Linked DNA regions of Rattus norvegicus: regions 2 and 3 are each linked to region 1. Evidence: chromatin contacts called from public Hi-C and HiChIP or PLAC-seq data. All regions are on one chromosome and are shown on one strand. The core of a region is the stretch at or near the end of the contact, and the rest is flanking DNA. Distances in the headings are between cores, read along the strand shown. Region 1 holds the start of Ypel2 (yippee-like 2). Region 2 holds the start of Cltc (clathrin heavy chain). Region 3 holds the start of Dhx40 (DEAH-box helicase 40).

Region 1 (3,426 bases), core at 692-3,191:
AGTGCAGAAACGTAACCAGCTTAATTTTCTAGTTCTTGATTTGTAATGTTAGAGTTGGAAGGGACTTCAGAAACCATCTTATTTCAGCCCTCCTTGTTTGTTTTTGCAGTAATGGGTATTGGGTCCAGAGCTTCGAGAACCTGAGGCAAAATCCCTACTGGGTGCTCCATCCCCAGAGCCCAGCTCCCCCTTATTTTAGGCAATGGCTTACTAAGGCCTAAGGACACAAAAGAACTTAACCTCAGAAAGCAGCCCTGGGCTGGTAATCAAGTTTTTCATGATCTAAAGAATTTAATGTATCTTTTTTTTTTCTTTTTTTTCTGGAGCTGGTGACAGAACCCAGGGCCTTGCGCTTGCTAGGCAAGTGCTCTACCGCTAAGCTAAATCCCCAACCCCTTAATGTATCTTCTTAAAGATCCAATCTCAAATCTTTTCAAGTTTGTGATTAATCAGCTGAAGGCGTTTTGACTCCAGGGTTTACACCTCCCAAAGTGGTCAGTTGTAAATATTGACAGTGCCCTTACACAGAAACCAGTATCTACCAACAAATATGAGGTAGTTTTGTTCTTACCAACGTTGGGACTGAATTCATCCCTAACCACGTGAGCTACATTCACTGAAGATAATTTGGTTGATTGCCCGTATACTAAAAACAGCTGAGTGGAGTGACAGGTGACATCTTGAGGCACCTGGGGAGAAATACCATTCTGGGTTTATGTGTAAACTGCTACCAGAGAGGAGACCAAAAGTTTCCTCAGCCTCCTTCCACACCCCGAATGTTCGTTTTGTCTTTTTCTTTTTCAGTGACCTGGCGACCTTGGAATTATGTAGCTGAGGATGACCTGAACTTCTGATCACTTCCCAAGCCTTGGGTTATAAAGCACGAACCAACCTGTCCAATTACCACGTGTTTTCTTCTCTTCTAAAATGGTAATGGAAACACGTATTTTGCCCCAACACCGTTCAGAATCCCAGCGGCTTAGAGGATCTGCTGTCTCCTCTGGCAGAAATCCTTTTATCAAATTGACCTGTTTTCCTGTCGGAAGACTGCCCCACTCCACCCACCTGGTGCCTCCCTGGACTTCCCGACTGTCAGGAGTTTATTTTTTAACCCTCTCTTCCTTGAAAAGCACCACCCCACTGACCCAGAAGGCAAGCTCCTCCCCTTTGGTCACTTTGACTATTCTTGTTCTATTTTTCGTTGCTAATAGACCTCACTAGCCATTAGCAATAGGGACTCCAGTTTCTCTATAGTCCTTCTCCATGCTCTCCCACTCTCAGTACAGGGGATTCAACTCAGGGACTCGAACACACCAGGCAACCCTTTTCCTAGTTTTAATTAGGAAATTACTAGCAAGGCAGAGGGAATAGAGACTTATCTTTCTGCTTCTGAGCAGGGCATGGGTGGGCCTGACGACACTGGTACTATCTTATTAAGTACATACCTGCCTTGAACTCTGAGGGTCACTTCTAGTAACTTAGGCTCTGGGTCAAGCGTGGCTTAAAAGTGGAGTGAGGAATCACTATCTAGGGTCTCAAAACAAAAGCATTGTAAATCCCACTTCCCAACATAGCCCCGGATCCTGGGAACCCCAGTAAACCCAAACAAACAGGCTCCTATCTCAGAGAGCTCCCCCACTCTAATCACCTCTTTTCCCAGCCCCGCCCGCCAGCTGCCGGGACTGGCGGGACCAGACCTTGCCACACTCCTCGCACGCGCGCCCCGCCAGGGCCGAGGGGCGGGTGGGGGTTGGGGGCGGGAGGCAGGGAAAGCAGGGGCGGAGTTCCGTCCTCCAGTGATTGGCTTCTCCCGGATGGGCTGCGGCCGTGCCGGACCAACCAGTGGCGTGTTGCTATGTGCTGAGCCGATGGGATAGGCGCGGGGGCGCGTCTGTCACTCGGCAAGCCCCCAGCCCGGACTCGGAGGGATGCGGAGCGGCAGTGGCGGTGGCGGTGGCGGAGACTGTGGCTTTAAGAGCGCGCTGGGAGCGCTAGAGTCAGCCGTGCAGCCCTTCTTCGCCAAGCACTCCGGAGCAGCCGAGCTCGGGGCTGGCCGGACCCGGCAGCCTGCCGCCAGGTATGGGGATCTCGAGCTGGGCTCGCGTGGGCGTGGGGCGCTTTCCGCTCCGGTTCGGGCTGTGCGCCCTGGGGACGGTCGGGCTCCCGCGCTGCGTGCAGCCCGGCTCAGCTGGGCGGTGTTGTCGCGGTCCCGAGGGGGCTCCCCGAAGGTTCCCGGGGTGCTAGGGGCGGGGAGCGGGTTGCTGCGGCCACGTGACCGGTTTGTTTACAAACACTGGCGCGCGCTCTGGGTTCGGGACTTGCGGGTGACGACGAGCTGCCCGGCAAATATGGGGGTGGGGGGACCCAGAGACCTGGGCGCCACCGACTCCCTTGTTCAGCGTGATCCCCCTCCCCCACCGGTGGCACCCGGTGACACCCAGCTGTGCCGTCCATGTCTCCATCGAGATACTTGGGTCTGGGGCTCATCGCCCTCAAAAGTCCCGGGGGCGCTTCGGCAGCCTCAGGCCAAGGGAACCACAGCGAGTAACTGCCTGGACGCTTCCCGGCGCCTCCCCAGCGGCCTTGCCAAGGGGTGGGCGCGAACTTTGTTGCTAGACTTGCTGCGGGGGCCTCTGCGGAGGGTCCCTCCCAGGAGCTGGCTCCTGTCTCTTCCTGCTTCAAGTTCTACCTGCCTGGTTGCTGACTCCCTTAGTTAGGGTGATTTTTCCGAAACAGTGGAGCCTTACTCCCATCTTGTGGCTGGCACTTAGCAGGGGTGGCACTGTTCCTTTGGACCCCTTGTGCAAAGAACTGCCTGCCTCCTCTGACTTCACTTTTACCCACAGTTTTTAAAAAGCAGAGTGGATATCCCCCGGTTTTCCCAGACTTCCACAGTCCGGCTGCTGGAAATGGTAAATGCCCCGGAGCCCTGCTTTTTTGGCTTCCTTGTTGATTTGTTGTTGCCACGTTGGAGGGTCTTTGAGCCACTGAGTTGCAGTCTTATTAGTCTTTTGTTCCTCATGCTCATCTTCGTTCTAGTAAGATGGGTTCCCTGTCCAGAGCACTGGACAAGAAGACTAGGGATTACTTTTCTGAACCCCATTTACAGAACATTAGAGGCACAAAGGTATTACAGTAAATCTTATGCTTGAGGCTCTGCAGTAGTCTGGTTTGGGGGTTCACAGGATCTGATCAGGAAAATAGGGTTGCTTTTCCTTTTGGCACACACTGCTGTAGGCTTTACCTGAGTTCAGTCCATCAGCCCTTCACTTTCTTAGCATTTGATATTCTTATTTTTGAGGAAGTTTCACTCTTAAATTCTGTAGTTTACAAAATAATGTCTTTATTAGAACATTTTCATAATACGTATCGCTGTGACTGGTTCGTGTGCTCCCACCCCCGTTTTTGTCCTGAGCTGTGATATGT
Region 2 (3,426 bases), core at 566-3,065, 230 kb after region 1:
GTCCTTACAACTGCAGAGTGTGTACGAAAGTATAAGGCACTTGTCAATAAATTAAACTGTGGTGATCTGCTCTTACACCCCAAATTCTAAGATTGAAAATGCCATTTGATTAAGCTACTGACATTTCTGCAGTAAAACAATATCTCCCTTTGAATTTAGAATTTGTCCACTTCTAAAAAAAGACTTAAAGTCTTTAGACTCATATTAAAACTATCGTTTCAAACGTTGCAGGAGAGAGCATTCAAATGTTTAAGTGAAATTATACAAACACAAAGCATCCTAAATATGGTGGCAAGGCTCTTCTTCACAACGGGGGGCTGACTGCCTTCTCACTTGCCTGTTTCTCTCAGCCCAGGTATGAAAGGCAGTATTTGGAGAAACACTAAAAGCAACTAAAATGACTAAGCAGATTTCTGTAAGCAAAACCGCTTACACAAAATTATTGTATACCCAGTGGTGTCTTATGTTCTTTAGGTGAAAGGGGCATTGAAAATAACTTTCTCAAGAACTTTCAGGGGAATTAAGATGAAATATGAGGAATTGAATTCTCTAAATCATCCTTATTGGTGCTATTGTGAAACATTACACCTTACACTTTAGCAAGAGCTCTGGAGCGGCTATGAATCGCTAATGAATGCTGCAGATACCTTAGTGCTGTAGTCAGGCAAGGTGCTCCGGTTTTGAAGAGCTTACACTGCCCACTTTGCTACTACAGGCAATGATCCTACTAACGTGTATGACCAACAGTCAATCCCTCCGCTCCAAGAAAGCCCTCGAGGTTTCTTTCACCATCCATCCTTTGATCTAAACCTTTAAAGATTTTCAGGTTGCCGAACACTCCCAACTCTCAAAGGCCAAACTAATCTCTACATTAGGCTGGTGTAAGTCCACCAAAATGTCCGCGGAAGCTCTCTCCAGGGCCAGCAGGAGACACTTCTCACATGGCCTTCACTGTCCTTTGAGATGGTTTATCTGAGGCACTCGAGAGCCATCCGGCTCTCCTGGCGTCAGAAGGGCGTGCGTCAGGGCAGGGAGGCTTGCAGCTCAGCACGATCCCCCCTCCCTGAGGTGTCAGCAACCACCCACTGCGTGAAACCGGGCGGGGGAGGCGCGCCGCAGTCAGCCGCCCAAAGAGCGCTGCGGCGGGGCCGTTTTCCCTTAGTCACCGCGGCGCCGACGCCGCGGCCTTCTCCTCAGGCACTCGGTGTCCTCACGCCCCGGTCGCCACGCCGGCAGGGGGCTCAACGGCCACCTCAACCCCAGGAGCAGCGGCCAGTCCCTAACTCTCGCCCTCCACTCTGGCAGCCGTCAACCGACCCTTCCCTACCCGCATCACGTGCACCTGGAAGTGCGTGGGTGGGTCCTACAGCGCCTACGGAAATGACGTAGTTCGCCCCGAGTCGCATGATGTGGCAAAATGTTAAAAAAAAAAAAAAGGTGGGGGGGAGGGGAGGAGGGAGAAACCGGAGCCTGGGGAAAGTGATGAGTCTAGAAAAAGTAGTCCCTCGGTTCCTCTGTTTCCCCGCTGCCGCATCAGCGAAGAGCGATCCGCGCACTGCGTCCCTGAATTCCTACGCCTGTCCGCTGCACGGGGTTCGTGGAAGGCTACATAAGGCGGACAGGGTGAGGAGGCTGGGCGGAGTTCTGCCCCGGGATCCTTCCGCAGGGCTCAGCCGTTTCCGGAGTCTGCGCTGCTCCCGGTTCCGCCATTGCGGCTCTCCCGGCCCTTGGAGCCTCCGCCCCCGACCCAAGCTCTCTCGTCTGCCTGCCAGTTCCCTACGTCCCCGGAGAGTATTCCTCTGAGCCCAACCTCCCCCTCCCTTCCCCTTCTCCTCCTCTCCCTTGGAGAGCCCGGGCAGGCACTGCCCTGCAGCCCCAGTGACAGGAGGAGACCATACTCCCCGACAGCGCCATGGCCCAGATTCTGCCAATTCGCTTTCAGGAGCATCTCCAGGTGCGTGTTAGTCGGGGCTGCTGAGGGACTTTTCGAGGGTATTGGGAAGGAAGCTAGCGGCCCGGCCCGAAGGGGATCGAGAGAACGGGAGTGGGGGGGTGTCGGTATTTGGCATTGATGGAGGAAGGACACTGTCTTAAAAGCTTAAAGGGTTAAACGATATGAGACTAGGATGGAAATGACGAATCGGAGTGCAAAGGGCGGCGAGGCCAGGCCTTACGTCTGACGGCCTCTTATTTCTGCTTCCTGGATTGCAAGAACTGCGCATACCAGACCCCCCTTCCCATTTTACTCAGTTCATTCATTTGGGTAGGGGCTAGGTGGGGGAGCTTCTCGCGCGTTTCTCCCAGAGCAAGAATTCTCGTTAACTCCGGGCGATGCAGGGCTGTCACCTTCCCTTGGTCTATTCCGATTTCCACATCGAGTCTGCACCCAGGAATTGTGTGGCGGGTGGGTTGGGGAGGAGCTGCATCTTCGCTCTGCAGCTCACAGCTGAGAAAGGCACCTTGGGGTTAGGGTAGCAGTGGCTTGTGTCTTGCCTTCCCTGAATCTGTAAAGAACCGAAGGTCACACTCACTGAAGGAACAGAAAGAAGATAGAGGGGCGGCTAGGGGCGGTGTCAGTCTCAGGGTGCCTGGGGTCAAGGTCCCAAGGGGAACGCGCATATTTTTCCTTTCTTGGTTTCTTCAAGGGTTAGTGTAGTTCTAAGACTCACTTTGATTCTTGTAGGTAGGGAGAGTTATTTAGAGGTTATTTATGGTCTTTTGGAATCTAGCAGGTAGTTGTGGGATTAAGGCAGGAGTATGTCTCACAGGACTGTGTGGAATTCAACAGAGCCTGGAGTGCTGTAAATGCATACCTGCTCTGAGACAGTACCTGACAAGTTGATCTATAACTGGCTTCTTTTTAATAGGCTGGGGTGCCCCCCTCCCCCCACTGCACCTTATCCTGGAGTCAATACACCATTGTCTAACCTGGCACCATGCCAGCAGTTGGCCTAGGCAGGTGACCATTGGAGGGCTTCGCTGAATTAAGCTTCTTCTGAACTGCTGCTTTTCCTGGTTCTCTTGTCCTGACTCTTTAACATCATAATTTATTCATAATAATTTACTTCCCCCCAAATATCCCCATAAAGAAATCTGCTTTCAGCTTCATCTTTTGAAGGGCTAATTTCATGAGGGAAGGTGTAACGATCCAGTTCAAATATTGGTAACTTATTGAGTGCTTTATCATTGAAGGCAATCTGATTTACTGTTCTCCGTTGATACACGTAAAAGATGTTTGATAATAAACAGGGTTAACTAAAATTCAGCTACAAGTAAAATAATTAAATATTTCTTTATAGACTTTTACCGTGTTGCTTACATTAAAAAATTATTTTACTTTAGGACTTTAAATGTAAATGATAATAGACCTTTGCCCATAAAATGAGCTAAATACACTTTCTTCAGTCATCACTAGTTTTCAAATAA
Region 3 (3,426 bases), core at 457-2,956, 180 kb after region 1:
TCTAAGGAAGTGATTTTGTGAAATAGCTGGTCTATGGCTCAGATACAGAGGTCACTGATATCTTCATGGTCTTACTACAATTGTATGCTTTGATCTCTTCTAACATAATAGTTTGAATTACTAATAGAGCTCAGAAGGTTCAGAGATGGTTCTAATGTTTTGGTGAAATCTAACCATTCTCCTATTACTAGGGGCTATTGCTGGAGTGCCCCAGCTATTAGAAAGTTACACCTTTTCTGCTATCATTTGAAATCTGACAAACTTGCATTAAAGGAGTTGTCAATCAGTTTCATTAAAAAGTTGTTGATACACATACATTTTAAAGCAAAGTCTTGGATTCTAACAACATCTTACATCTTTTCAACCCAAGTAAGGTCTTGGGTTGATAGGTGAACGGCAGTTTTATGTTGCCTTCCTATAAACTGTGATTAGTTTTAACAGCAGAAACTAATGAAAAGTGCAGGAAGCAAATGGACACGATGCCATCTATCCGCCATCTTAGCACTTGGATACCTGAGGCAGAAAGATCATGAGTTCCAGGGTAGCCTGAGCTACATAGTGATGAAGTGTAAGAAGCAGGTTTCTTCACATTTTGTTACAACTGACTCAACTTATACAATCAGCCGGTATTATCATTGAAGGACTGGTCCAAGATCCTCCCCACCGCTCTCCCTCCCTCCTCCCCTCTTTTCTTCTCCTCTCTTCCTCTCTCCTCCCCCTCTTCTTTCTCCCTCTCCCCTTTATTCACTTCCTCTTCTGAGACAGGATCTATTTCTCAGAATTATGTCAGTGGTAACCTGGAACTCATAGTAATTCTTCTGCCTCTACCTCTGGTGTTGGAACCATGGGTACAAGTCACCACATTCAGCTTTGATCAAGTTTATGTGTTGTTCTGGGTATGGCATCCCAGGGCCTCCCATATAGTAGATAAGTATTCTACCACTGAACTATATATACTCCAAGTCCCCAGTGTTAAAGGTATATTGGGGACTTAGTGTATAGTTCAGTGGTAGAATAAATAAACAACCCCACCTCAGATAGTGTGTACCTGTAGAATTTTCAGCAGTTGTGTTTCCGAAGGAACGTACTTCCATTAGAAGTCAGCTTATTTTAAAACAGACGGTATTCATTCATGTATTCTATTACCCACCTTGAGTCACAGCTTCCGTTGGGTGTACACTGAATAGTGTTTGTAAAGTCTAACTCTTGTGGGCCTTCCCAGCCTCTAGGAGGGTATGGAAATATGCAAATAGATGTAAATGAAGGGCTTCCCGAAGGGAGTGAAACAGCATGGGAATCTAAGCTTTGAAAACTGCAGAACTACTAGTTGGCGGGCAACTCAGAAGCCATGTGTCTTGATAGGGAGATAGGTAGAGAGTTGCCCAAGGTCGCATTGTAGGATGGCTTCGGCTCCTGGGAAAGGGTCATTTCAACTGGTGTGTCTGGAGATAGACAAGACTTGGGATGCTATAGCACCTAAGGGACGTATTGCTCTGCCATATTTCACACCAGAAAAATCCTGAACTGGCCTTTAGGTGTTCAGGTGTGACTTCGCGGCTGATGGAGGCACGTGGCAGTGGGCGGGACTCCTCGGGGGTGGGGCCTCGGACCCCCAGGAGCGCGGGTCCGTGCGCGTCCAAGCAGACGCCGCCACGTCATCGAGCTGCTTCCCCACCCCTCGCAGCCAGTCGCACGCGCGGAAGTAAACACCCCAACGTCATCAGGGCGCGCCCTCGCTTTTCCCCTCCCATCTCCTCGGCTCCGTGGACGTGTTCGCTTCTTCTCCGGACCGGGTCTATGTCCCGGTTTCCCGCCGTCGCGGGCAGGGCGCCAAGGCGGCAGGAGGAGGGCGAGCGGCCAGTAGAGCTCCAGGAAGAGCGGCCGTCAGCTGTTCGCATCGCTGACAGAGGTGCGGTCCGCGGGACGCTGTGGGAGCCGGCGGGAGTTATTTGCGGGGTGAAAAGTGTATTTGTGGGTGTCAGAGGAGGTGGGGAGGAAGCTTAGGTGTTCTTTTGGTCTTTTAAGCCAGACGGCGAACTTTGCGTCCAGTGAGCACTTTGGCTTAGAGGGGGGCGGTCCCAAACCCAAGTTGGGTGAGAACCTCGCTGGGGGGCAAGAAAGTGGACCCCAACGCCCAAATGCCTTCTGCTGTTCTACAGCCTCATAAAGCCTTTGTTCTCTACCCGTTCATCCCCCTCCCCTTCGTCGGGCCGCCAGCCTGCCTTTGGGTACGATATGAAGGGAGCCCGTTTCCAGGAGCCAGTTTCCATGGTTACCCACCACTTGGCCTTCTGGGATATCAGTCACTCTGAACAGGGACCTAACTTGAACTGTGAATCAGAAGCAAATACAGGTGGCTTCTTATTCTTCTCAGAGTTGTTCCGCTGTGCTCAGGTTTTTGGTCTATTGTTTAATAAAATTGAGTTTAGTACTTCTAGATAGGTATGCATACATACACATTGCCTTGTGCTAGACTGACTTTGTCAAGTACGTTGAGTTACTCATCAACAATGTTGAAGTTGTTTGATTTTGCCAAAAAGTTATTCTGAGTTTATAAACTTTCACGTGATTTGTATATGGTTGACATAACTTAAAAGTCATAGAGTGACCCTTGATTACTGCAAGTTCTTCTTTCAGGACCGAGGCATTATCAGAGAGATCTTAGGTGTTTCAATCACATAATTATTTTTGTGTTGTTACAGAAGAGAAAGGATGCACATCACAGGAGGGAGGAACAACTCCAACGTTTCCTATTCAGAAACAAAGAAAAAAGCTCATTCAAGCTGTGAGGGACAATTCGTTCCTCATCGTTACTGGAAATACAGGAAGTGGTAAAACAACTCAACTCCCTAAATACCTTTATGAAGCAGGTAATTTTATTCTCGGATAAAACTGGAGGCACTAAAGAGAGAAAACTTCTTTAAGGTTTATTAAAGGACTGTGGTGTGCAAATGCCCATTGCTGCTTTGCTTTTCCAGAACCACCTCCCTATGTCTCCTTGTCTTTCTGGATTTATTTCAGGTTCTGGAATTGTTTGGGTAACATTTTAAATTACAATGATAATAATAATAGTAATAATAATAGTAAACGAAGAAGGCCGATCATGGTGACACACACTTGATCCCAGCACTTGGTAGGCAGAGTCAGGAGCATCTCTGAGTTTTGAAGCCAATATGGTGTACTTAGTGAGTTCCAAGCCAGCTTTGGTTATATGATAAGGTGGAGAAATAAAAGGATGTTATTTTTCTTTTTTAAGATAAAGTTATCTTGGGCTGGAGAGATGGCTCAGTGGTTAAGAGCACTGACTGCTTTTCCAGAGGTCCTGAGTTCAAATCCCAGCAACCACATGGTGGTTCACAACCATCTGTAATAAGATCTGATGCCCTCTTCTGGTGTGTCTGAAGACAGCTACAGTGTACTCATGCA

The links. A called contact is a pair of places that touch in the nucleus more often than the background predicts. HiChIP or PLAC-seq counts read pairs in DNA pulled down with a chosen protein or histone mark.
Region 2: an H3K27ac HiChIP or PLAC-seq map of oligodendrocytes shows a contact between it and region 1, with 9 times the contacts expected there. The contact joins the promoter of Cltc here to the promoter of Ypel2 in region 1. A contact is called at or near these places in 3 of 12 Hi-C or Micro-C datasets (the A7r5 cell line, Schwann cells and mammary epithelial cells) and 1 of 1 datasets of contacts at active chromatin or transcription factors (oligodendrocytes).
Region 3: a contact with region 1 is called in a Hi-C map of Schwann cells, with 2.7 times the contacts expected there. The contact joins the promoter of Dhx40 here to the promoter of Ypel2 in region 1. A contact is called at or near these places in 7 of 12 Hi-C or Micro-C datasets (the A7r5 cell line, Schwann cells, frontal cortex and 4 more).

What each region holds. Positions count from the first base shown.
Region 1 is chr10:72,299,639-72,303,064 of GRCr8, reverse strand. Ypel2 (yippee-like 2) reads left to right here and starts at 1,941. Exons shown (of 5, transcript NM_001108286.2): 1 at 1,941-2,077.
Region 2 is chr10:72,069,080-72,072,505 of GRCr8, reverse strand. Cltc (clathrin heavy chain) reads left to right here and starts at 1,815. Exons shown (of 31, transcript NM_019299.2): 1 at 1,815-1,954. The coding sequence starts at 1,913.
Region 3 is chr10:72,117,072-72,120,497 of GRCr8, reverse strand. Dhx40 (DEAH-box helicase 40) reads left to right here and starts at 1,706. Exons shown (of 18, transcript NM_001005873.1): 1 at 1,706-1,909; 2 at 2,703-2,870. The coding sequence starts at 1,798.